Regions from separate parts of the Mus musculus genome. Here all the other regions are linked to region 1. The links are chromatin contacts, called in public Hi-C maps. All regions are on one chromosome and are shown on one strand. The core of a region is the stretch at or near the end of the contact, and the rest is flanking DNA. Distances in the headings are between cores, read along the strand shown. Region 1 holds the start of Tox3 (TOX high mobility group box family member 3). Region 2 has its middle 34 kb from the start of Gm46048. Region 3 has its middle 17 kb from the start of Gm35797.

The links. Hi-C and Micro-C count contacts between places; a contact is called where the count stands out from the background.
Region 2: a Hi-C map of cortical neurons shows a contact between it and region 1, with 1.6 times the contacts expected there. The contact joins the enhancer-like site here to the promoter of Tox3 in region 1. A contact is called at or near these places in 3 of 39 promoter capture datasets (hippocampal neurons and liver), 4 of 484 Hi-C or Micro-C datasets (cerebral cortex, cortical neurons and liver), 10 of 115 datasets of contacts at active chromatin or transcription factors (SST interneurons, bone marrow-derived dendritic cells, bone marrow-derived macrophages and 6 more) and 2 of 9 other capture datasets (liver and pancreatic islet).
Region 3: a contact with region 1 is called in a Hi-C map of nephron progenitors, with 2.2 times the contacts expected there. The contact joins the enhancer-like site here to the promoter of Tox3 in region 1. A contact is called at or near these places in 4 of 39 promoter capture datasets (embryonic stem cells, liver and maxillary cranial neural crest), 4 of 484 Hi-C or Micro-C datasets (cerebellum, liver, nephron progenitors and 1 more), 10 of 115 datasets of contacts at active chromatin or transcription factors (bone marrow-derived dendritic cells, bone marrow-derived macrophages, embryonic forebrain and 7 more) and 2 of 9 other capture datasets (liver and pancreatic islet).

Annotation. Positions count from the first base shown.
Region 1 is chr8:90,346,979-90,350,204 of GRCm38.p6, forward strand. Tox3 (TOX high mobility group box family member 3) reads right to left here and starts at 1,274. Exons shown (of 7, transcript NM_172913.3): 1 at 885-1,274. The coding sequence starts at 971.
Region 2 is chr8:90,453,020-90,455,980 of GRCm38.p6, forward strand. No RefSeq gene overlaps it. Among named protein-coding and RNA genes, the nearest start is that of Gm46048, 34 kb to the left of the region's middle. Within about 2 kb of position 1,387, at least 23 of the 459 cell types and tissues checked have an H3K27ac peak or open chromatin away from gene starts, as enhancers often do. A contact at or near this core is called in SST interneurons, cortical neurons, forebrain and 1 more, where this site is marked.
Region 3 is chr8:90,472,633-90,475,627 of GRCm38.p6, forward strand. No RefSeq gene overlaps it. Among named protein-coding and RNA genes, the nearest start is that of Gm35797, 17 kb to the right of the region's middle. Within about 2 kb of position 1,514, at least 4 of the 459 cell types and tissues checked have an H3K27ac peak or open chromatin away from gene starts, as enhancers often do. A contact at or near this core is called in nephron progenitors, where this site is marked.

The sequences.
Region 1 (3,226 bases), core at 24-2,523:
GACTCTTTCTCTGAATATCGCCCTCAGGGTTATGTCGCAAAGCTCTGTGGTGGGAGCAGTAGGCAAGGTAGACAACCGGATCCGGGAAGCCCACTGACTGCGTCCAAGGTCCACCTATGACCACCTGAATCGCTTACTCCTGTAAGTTTGTGCGGCAAGAGGTGAGGAAGATGGGGTGACCCTGAGGCATGATGTGGAGCTGCAACTCTGATCTCCATGAAAGAAAAAAAACTTAACCCGCCCTCCTCCGCAAAATAAAATAAAATACGAAAGCCCACTGCCTTAACTCGGAAGAGGCGAGCATCTTGGTCTAGTAGACCAAAGCGCCCTAGAGCAGGGGAAGTAAGAGGCACCTGCTGGGATCCTGCAACTTCAGGCTTCCCAGATCCAGACCCCAGACCCAGCCACACTCTATAAAGTTTGTTCATCTTCTCCAAGCTCCCGGGGACCAGCTCCTGACTGGGTGGGTGAGGTGAGATGGGCTGCGAAGGTATGGAATCTCTGGCCCACGAGATCGGGGACCCCCTACGTAGCGTGTCCCCCCACCCCCATGCACACATAGTAGGGGTGTTGCAATCGAGTTTACTAATAACATCAACAAAGAATCACACGCCAGTCTCGGCTCAGTCCCGGGACTGCGCTTCACACAGCTTTTAGGGGGAGCGGGGGAGGGGACCAGGAGGGCAGAGGGAGCGCCAGCAGAGGGACAAAAAGGTGGGTAGAAAGGGCACGTAAAGAGAAGACGAAAAGAGTTGGTCGGAGACTAAGGCGCACCGAGAAGCCAGCGGGTGGGAAGGAAAGATCAGAAAGAAAGTGCAGCAGGCTAGGCGGGACGAGGGACGCGCCCGGGATGGAGAGGTGGCCCCCGCCCCCGGCCCGGTCACCTTGCTGTAGCCGTAGTACCCCAGGCACTGCGCGAAGTCCAGGCCGGCTGGGTCCCCGGCCGCCGCGGGGTAGAACCTCACATCCATGCCGGGGCCGGGGGCTGGGGGCCGGGGCTGGAACTCGCCGGGGCCGCTACCCGCCTCCTCGCGGCCGTACGATCCACCGTCGAGGACGCCCGGCCGGGGGCGCCCGGGGACAGCGCACGGGCCGTGGGACTGTAGGGGCGTCGCGCGGGGGCCGCCGACGAGCCCGGGAGCTGCGGCTGCAGCACACAAAGGCGCGGCCACGCGAGCCGCGGGAGAGCGGGAGGCGGCCCGAGGGACGCGCCCCACCGGGACACCGAAGCTGGCTGCGCGCGGGCCGGGCGCCCGGGGCGCGGGGCGCAGCGCGTGGGCCCGGGACGGCCGGCGAGCTCAGGTGCGCGGCGAAGCTGGGACGGCGGCGGCGGCAGCGGCGGCGGCTGGCCCCGCTCCTCCTCCCCGGGCGGACTGAGCCGAGGAGCCGCGGAGACAAGGGGCCCGGCCCCTCCCCTGCCGCTCCCCCTCCTGCCGCCGCCGGTCCCCTCCCCGCGCCGCTGCCGCTCCGCCCCTCCCACCGCGGGCAGCTGGCGCGCCGCCCGCCCCGCCGGTGCGCTCCGCCGCCGACCGCCTCCGGGCTCGCGCCCCGCCCCGCGCCCCGTGCAGCCCCGGCCACCGCGCGCTCCTCTCCCGGCCTCTCACCGTCCCACCCCTTCCCTCCCCGGTCCTCTTTGTCCCCGCGGCCTCACCGCTCTCCCCGCTCCCGGGCCTCCCTCGGCCTCCCCGCTGCTGCCAGCACCGTCCCTCCTCGAGTCCCACTCTTCTCCCGTGCGACCCTCGCTTCCCTTGGCCCCAGCATCCCAAAACCGTCCACTTCTCACCCAGCCCTCTCTTCTGCCCCTACCACCTCGTCCCAGTTCTTGCTGGTGGGGGACCTGTTTCCCAATCCCTCTACCCTACTTACTCTTCTACTTGGATATCCCCGGTATAGACTCAGCCCAGAAACTAACCTGTGCAGGTGGCTCCTGAGCCAGGAGCCGGAACCCCATGTACACCTGTGGTCTTTACCAGAGGGGTGTTAGGGCCTGACCTTTCACAAGTAAGCAGACTTGAAGCTTCCCAGGTTAAGCCTCAAGTCCGGTCTCTTTGTATTTTCTTTACTCTTGTTTGTTTTCGAAAGGCATTTGAGTAACTGGATCTAGGCGGATCACTCGCTGCTCTCCTAGAGAAAATGTCCCTCTTTTCCTAAAAGGTTCTGGGTGATTAACTTCCCCACGCTGCACCCACCCACCCTCTTATTTCTTTCTCTTTCTTTTAATCTACATTTCTCTCCCCCCACCCTCCGCCCCCATACCCCCACCATCACCACCACCCTTGGCTTTATTGCTCTGAGTTAATTTGAAAGTTTGGCCTTCAGCCTTGGCGCTAGAAAATGTTGGCTGAGCTGTGAGATCTCCCTTTCTCGGTTCAGTTATCTGCGAACTACTTTGAACTAGAAGGGAAAGATGTTAAACTATTTCAACTGACAGTCTCTAAAGGTGTGGGGCCTGGATCACTTCGCTGGTCTGGGACCTGAACTTTTCCAGACATGCACGGATTTCTAAGTGTTCTCCAGCTTGCAACACCTATGTGTACCTTCCTTCACTCAATACTATACTTCAGGAACCAAGCAAGAAAAATAAACTTCAATTAGGTGGAAATGTGTGTGTGTGTGTGTGTGTGTGTGTGTGTGTGTGTGTGTGTGTGTGTGTGTGTGTGTGTGTTCTTAGCAGAAACTTGTCAGGGGACTGCCTAAGAGAGCCCTGTGTATTCAGAGAAGGAACAACTCCCCACATTGTCACTGGGTTGACTCTTAATTCCCCCCTCCTGAAGAGGCTTTGGTCCCCTCTCCTGAGTCTCCATTTACTGTTGACAACCCAGCGGCGCTCCCTAATGGCCCAGCGGGTTGCACAAATTGGCAGTGTGCTGAGATGTTATCAGGACAACACCCCATTGAGTAAGTTCTTGAAACGGTGAAGTGGAGGCCCTTTCTCTGGGCCACTGGGCGCCTGTGGCCTTTCCACCAATCAGAACTAGAGGTTGCAGTGGCCACCTGTTGTCCCGAAAGAGAACATCTTTTAAGTTTCACTATGAGTATCTAACAATAGTGGCAAAGTGCAGGGTCTGACCAAGGGAGAGAAGAAACCGCTGGCCCAGGGTACCAGAAAAGAATATTCCTACCGGGTAACCCTTAAAGGGAGCAAGCATCAAAGGCCGGGCAGATGAGCTTTTCTCTCTGCACACTCCTATCTCTCCCTCACCTTACAGTCTATCTGCCTTGCATC
Region 2 (2,961 bases), core at 137-2,636, 110 kb after region 1:
GTCATCAAAAGGGGCAGTGACCTCTACAGAAGTGGTTATAAATCGTGTTCTTGTCCTCCAAGTCTTCCTGACAAACAGATCTACTCCAAAAAAGGAAAGAAAACCATATCCACAGATATGTGTAGTTCTTCACATGGAGTCTTAAGGAACTGCCTGACCTTGAATGTCTTACTGGCCCTCATATTAGCTTGTCTATACAAAGGATGCTTATAAATATTTATTTCCTATTTTAATTATGTCTGTGCACAATGTAAATGTCTTGTGTGCAAAGGGGCAGAAGAGGGAAATGAGAAATATTGGAACTAGTGTTACGAAAGTTTGTTTGCTATAATGTGGGTGCTGGAAACTGAACCCAGGTCTTCTACACTGTGTTCTTAGCCACTGAGCCACTTCTCCAGACTCCCACATGATTTGAATGTTAGTGGGAGAATTCCTAATGGCTGATCATTTTCAGAGGCACAGTACCTACTTGCACTTCAAATCACACCCAGCTCTCTTCTCCTTAAGCCTATCTCAAGTGTGCATGCCACATCCTCTCTTACTTTGCTCCTCAGACTCTGCTCCAATCCCTGCTAGGAAGGCAGGAGAGCATTTATATTCTGACAGAGTAGGGAGGTGGGAAATTGCATGATATCAACCAACTTTGAGCATCAAGAGGAAAATAAAAACAATGGCCCCGAATTGCGGATTTTAAAATGCAGGGATACAGTTCTGTTCTGAAAAAAGGAGGGCATCTTTTCTATAAAAACTGGGTAGAGGAATATTTCACATGGAAAGCTTCCCTAGAGCAAATTGGAAGTCAGCACAATGCCCGGGCATGCACTTGTTTAAGCCTGGAAGAATGTATGCCCAAATTTGCACACACACACACACACACACACACACACACACTCCATTCTTTATACATACATATTTACACACAATATACATAAAGAATGACCTTCTCCCGCTCCACCCTCCTGCTGCCTGCAACGGTAACATTTACTGAAGGTTTTATTACAAAAGCCACAAAATGAAATTCTAATCAATAATAGTTTCCAGGATGGTGAGGGGGAAAAAAAGGGAATTGAATACATTCATAGGTAAAAGATGCCATTATCTCAGTTCAGTAACTATGAAAGAGAAATAGATGAAAAAATCCGGGTTTTATATTAAAACCCAGCACAGCTGTAGAGTTACATAATAAAGCATTGCCTGTATCCATGGCAATGAAAGTAATTGATGCAGCACAAGTTATTTTTATAAACCCAAACAAAAAAATTCAATCAGAAATGTCTCTCCCCATTTTGGGGGCATTGTATATTTTGTATCTGTACATAATGCCCACATTTAGAGTCTGAATGCACCCTCTATTGATCAGCCTTGCTGAATAGGACGTGCTGCCTTCCCTGAATATTCAGGATTAGAATCCTTCGGCCTAGTTCCCACTTCTTCTCATCAGACTTCCTCTGAATACATTACACCATGCTTTAAAATCCAAGCAGTGCCGACTTGAGAGCGAGTAAATTAGCCAGGTTCCTGGTTTTGGAGGGGTTAGAGGGCCCAAATTTGAAGATATCTTCAGGATGCATGGACTTGAATGGCATCACTACTCCCAAAGCCAGAAAACCTCATTTACACACACACACACACACACACACACACACACACACACACACACACACACACCCTTAGTGCCTAGAACAGAGCTAAGCACACAGCGAGCCTTCGAAAACAATCAGGGCACATGGCTCATTAATCACTCCAGTTTGATTGGCAAAGAATAACTGAAGACACCTATTACAATCATATTCTAGGGCCACACTTCATCCTTGTATTGGCTCTGCAGAGGAGACACATGGGACCCTATAGAGTGAATTCATCTTTCCAAGAGTTCTTGCCATTAAGAGCTATAGCAAAGCTGGGTGACCTGGGCAGGAGAACAGATCCTTTCCTATTTGTTGATATCAGCTCTCTCTCCTTTGAAAGTCTTAATACATTTTTTTTAAACAAAGGGCCTTTTTCTGTTTTCATTTTGAGGTGGGTACAAACTTGGTATTGATAGATGATCCTACAAAGATATGAAAGTCAAGAGCATGCACTTAGCAAATAGGCATGGGTAAAAATTACAGCTTTATTTCTTGACTGGATAGAAGATCTTCGCAAGTGAAAACTCTGGGCTTCTGTGTACTCATCTATGAAAGGAGGATAATAGCAATATCGACATGGGGACTGGCTATGAAAACGTCATGGCAGGATATTTGTAATGTGCTCATGGTTTGATGAAGAGTGAAGCTTTGCTCAATGAACACAATGAATGTCCAAGTTTCACTGAGTGAAAGGACTGAAGAATAGAGGAGGCTACAGCTGAAGGCAGGCTAGGGAGGACTACCTAGGCTCTTGCCGTGCTGACACTGTGTGACTGTACAAACTGCTTCAAACAAAACAGCCATACTGCAGATTGGTCATAAAAGCCACTCGATGAGCTCTCCCTGCCCCTGCACATCATATCAGCTGCATTCTAGAATCTGCTCAGTGGGTGGCTATGCAAGGTGGGTAGAGAAGCTGCCAGCATGAAGCCCCCTCCCACAACCCCCACCACCCAATGTTACTGTTAGATTCACTGGCCATGGTGGGAACTTGAGCTATGTTGGGACAGGTGACAAGACAGACAATGAAGAGTCCCATGAGCAGCTTTCTATCACCTGTCTCATCCATAGGGATACATACTCACAGACATTCATCTCTCTTGATCAGTGTCTCTACAGTGTCACACAAAATCATGTAATGATTCTGCCGTTAACTTTTTGAATAACTGCTAAGCTCTTTCTTTTTTTTTTTTTTTTGCTGCAGTTGGATCATTTTTACAATTCCACCCCCAGAAATCTGTTTTTCTACATCCGTACTAATATCCATTATCTTTGGACTTTTAGATTTTGGTCATTGTAATAGGCAGTAATAGTTAATCAATAGGTAATGATA
Region 3 (2,995 bases), core at 264-2,763, 130 kb after region 1:
TGATCTACCAGCTCCTCATAGGCATAAGTCCCAGTGACTATCTGAAGCTGCCCCATCCCAGCATGCTTTGGGCTGTCCCCACACATTTGCATATGTTCTTCCCTTCCCGGGATGGGATGCCTTCTCTCTCTTTCTCTCTTAGTCACCTTCTGTCCCTCCAAGACTGTTCTCCAGCACTCCTTCGTCCTTAAAGAGGTCCCTTTTTATCGCTACAAGACTTAGTTTCTCCCAGAATATAGTTTAACTGCTCTGTGATAGCAACTACATAGCCCTTTCTATTTCAGTACCCTACTCTTGCAGACTAATCACTTTGGAAGGTTGGAAGGCAGGTCCTGTGGTTTATCTTGGTGTTTTCACTATGCCTGGCTTGGGTAATAACTTACTATTTTTTGTTATTATTATTGAGGTGGGCTAATGGGAATGCCAACAGATATATCTGAAGCTGCAAATGGGACACTCCTTGGGGAAGCAGAAAAGATGATAGATACAAGCTTTAAGTAATGCCACTGCTTTTTTAACAGAAGGAGATACAATGGAGTAGAGAGAGATGTCAGGAGCAAAGTGATGGGGCGGGAGAGAATTTTTATTTTTTTAAGGATGGCATAACTGGTATGGACTTATCTCTAATTGCTATGAAAATGAAAACAATAGTAATGATAACTATTTTCTAACAGACACAATATAGCCTTCTGTGAGGAGTGCAGAAAGGGAAGAAGGCAAGGACATATGCAAGCTGAGTGCCTACATATGGGTCCATTTCAGGAAGGTGAAACCCAAGCAAAACCTGACGATCCTGTCGATATGAAGATTCAGAGTCCAGAGTTAGAGGCTGAAGAGCTGCTGGGACTTTCATGTCAGGGTCCTAAGGGGAAAGCCCTGTCACTGAGGGATGGGTTCCATAAGATTCTAGGAAGAAGTCCAGTGCCCTTGGTTCAAGGTTAGGATACATCGAACACTACACAGAAGCAGAGCCTTCACAGTGCAGAGCAGGAACCATTCTGAATCAGTAAGTTAATCACCAAGACAAAACCCAGTCGTAGAAACAAAGCAGTGCAACCCACATGCCCCAAGCCATATGATCTGGTGTGTAATTAAAAATCACTAAGCATGAAAAAGTAAGGGGGAAGTGACCCATAACTAGGAGGAATCCATCAATAAAATGGCCCTGAGATGATTCAGATGTTGGAATAACAGGAAAGGAGTGCAATATTATGAATATATCCAAATACATAAAGGAAAATGTTGTCTTAATAGGTGGTGAATCTTGCAGCCGAAACAGAAACTATGAAGAGAACTAGGAAGAGTTTTAGGAGCCTGGCTCAGTGGGAGAGCAAATACCTAGCAAACCTAAGGCATGGCTTCCAACACTGTATGGAAAAAAACATAAAGAACTGAGTGGAAGTTTTACCACCACTTGCAGTAAACTTTCCAGTGAGGCAGAGTGAATAGGAGAGAGTGGGAAGTCACAGCATCCGACTTTGAAGCTGGAGCAAATGCAGTGATTCAGTGAGATGAGATGTTTCAGATGTTTAACATCCTACTGCAGAGGGAGTGACTTATGCCTGAAGCTGTAAACCCGGTCAAGACCCAGCTGCTGCGCAGGTCAAAGGCCCTAGAGAGGAAACGTACTACCACGGCTTTGCTAAGTGGCCACTTTGTCAAGCTATCCTCTAAATGCTGATGTTTCTACCCATAGGTCAGTGCGGCTCTCAGCCCTGGTCAAGGAAGCTTCCTTTGCCAAAAGGCAGCACTGACCAGCGTGACTGTTGAGTGTCCAGCTCTGAACCATCTAGATCACACCCTTAAGGAACAGAGAACATTTCAGAACAGGAGGCAATAAAAATGTAAAGGCGCATGATAGGGAAGAACACTGTGAAATGCTGCTTTCTGGACATGATGTGACCATCCCACTCATCTCTGTGTGCAATGTGGATCCCAGCACAAAACCCAACAAGGCAGGCAGCATCAGTCAACATTCCATTGTGTGGGGGGAGGAGCTAATGAGGTCCCAACGTTTCCTAAGGCACTATGGGTAGTTAATGGTTGCTGGGGGAGGGAGAGGAGGAGTGTCCTTTTCTTCAGTGTTGTAGCTTCACATATGTTTCCAATGCTTTACTCAATAATACCTCCTCTCTCTGCACATACACAGGCTTATAGAAGCAACTTCAACTGAACTTAGTGAGTCAAAAAACAAGTCACATTGGGGAAGGTTTCAGTGGGAGAAGAGAGAATGGGTGGGGGATGGAAATGACAAAATGTATTTTAAAGATGTATGAAATTGTCAAAGAATAAAAACAATATCGAAACTAAGTGGCAGCCAGGCAGTGGTGGCACACGCCTTTAATCCCAGAACTTGGGAGGCAAAGGCAGGCAGATTTCTGAGTTCAAAGCCAGCCTGGTCTGCAGAGGGAGTTCCAGGACAGCCAGGGCTATACAGAGAAACCCTGTCTTGAAAAACAAAAAGCAAAAACAAACAAACAAAGAAACTCAGTGCTTGGGTGACTTAATAAACAGAATACCATTGTTTCTAGGAACCAGAGAGAAAAAGCAGAGATTAAGAATAAGGTAGAGATGTAAAAAAACAAAGAAATACCACTACTAATACGAAAGATGATGATGATGACGGTGATAATGATGATGGTGATAATGTCTTTTATGAAAGAAAGATATAAATTCAACTAACCTACGCAGGACACAGAGAACCTATAGCTAAACAATTCATATTCAGACTCCCGAACACTTAAAACATACACCGTCCTGACACATATAAAGTAAAATGACATATTTTATAATATTTCTTGGCCAAACTCATATGAAAGCAGTGATCAAAAGACAACAGGTCAGTTCTTCAGAAAGCTGAATGAAACCACAGTCAATCCAGAGCTTTATATCCAGCAAAGTATATCCTTCAAACACTGGCACGAAATAAATATGCTGTCATATAAGTGACTGAGAGTGTGTTGGGAACAAATGTGCACTGTGGGAAAAAAATAAT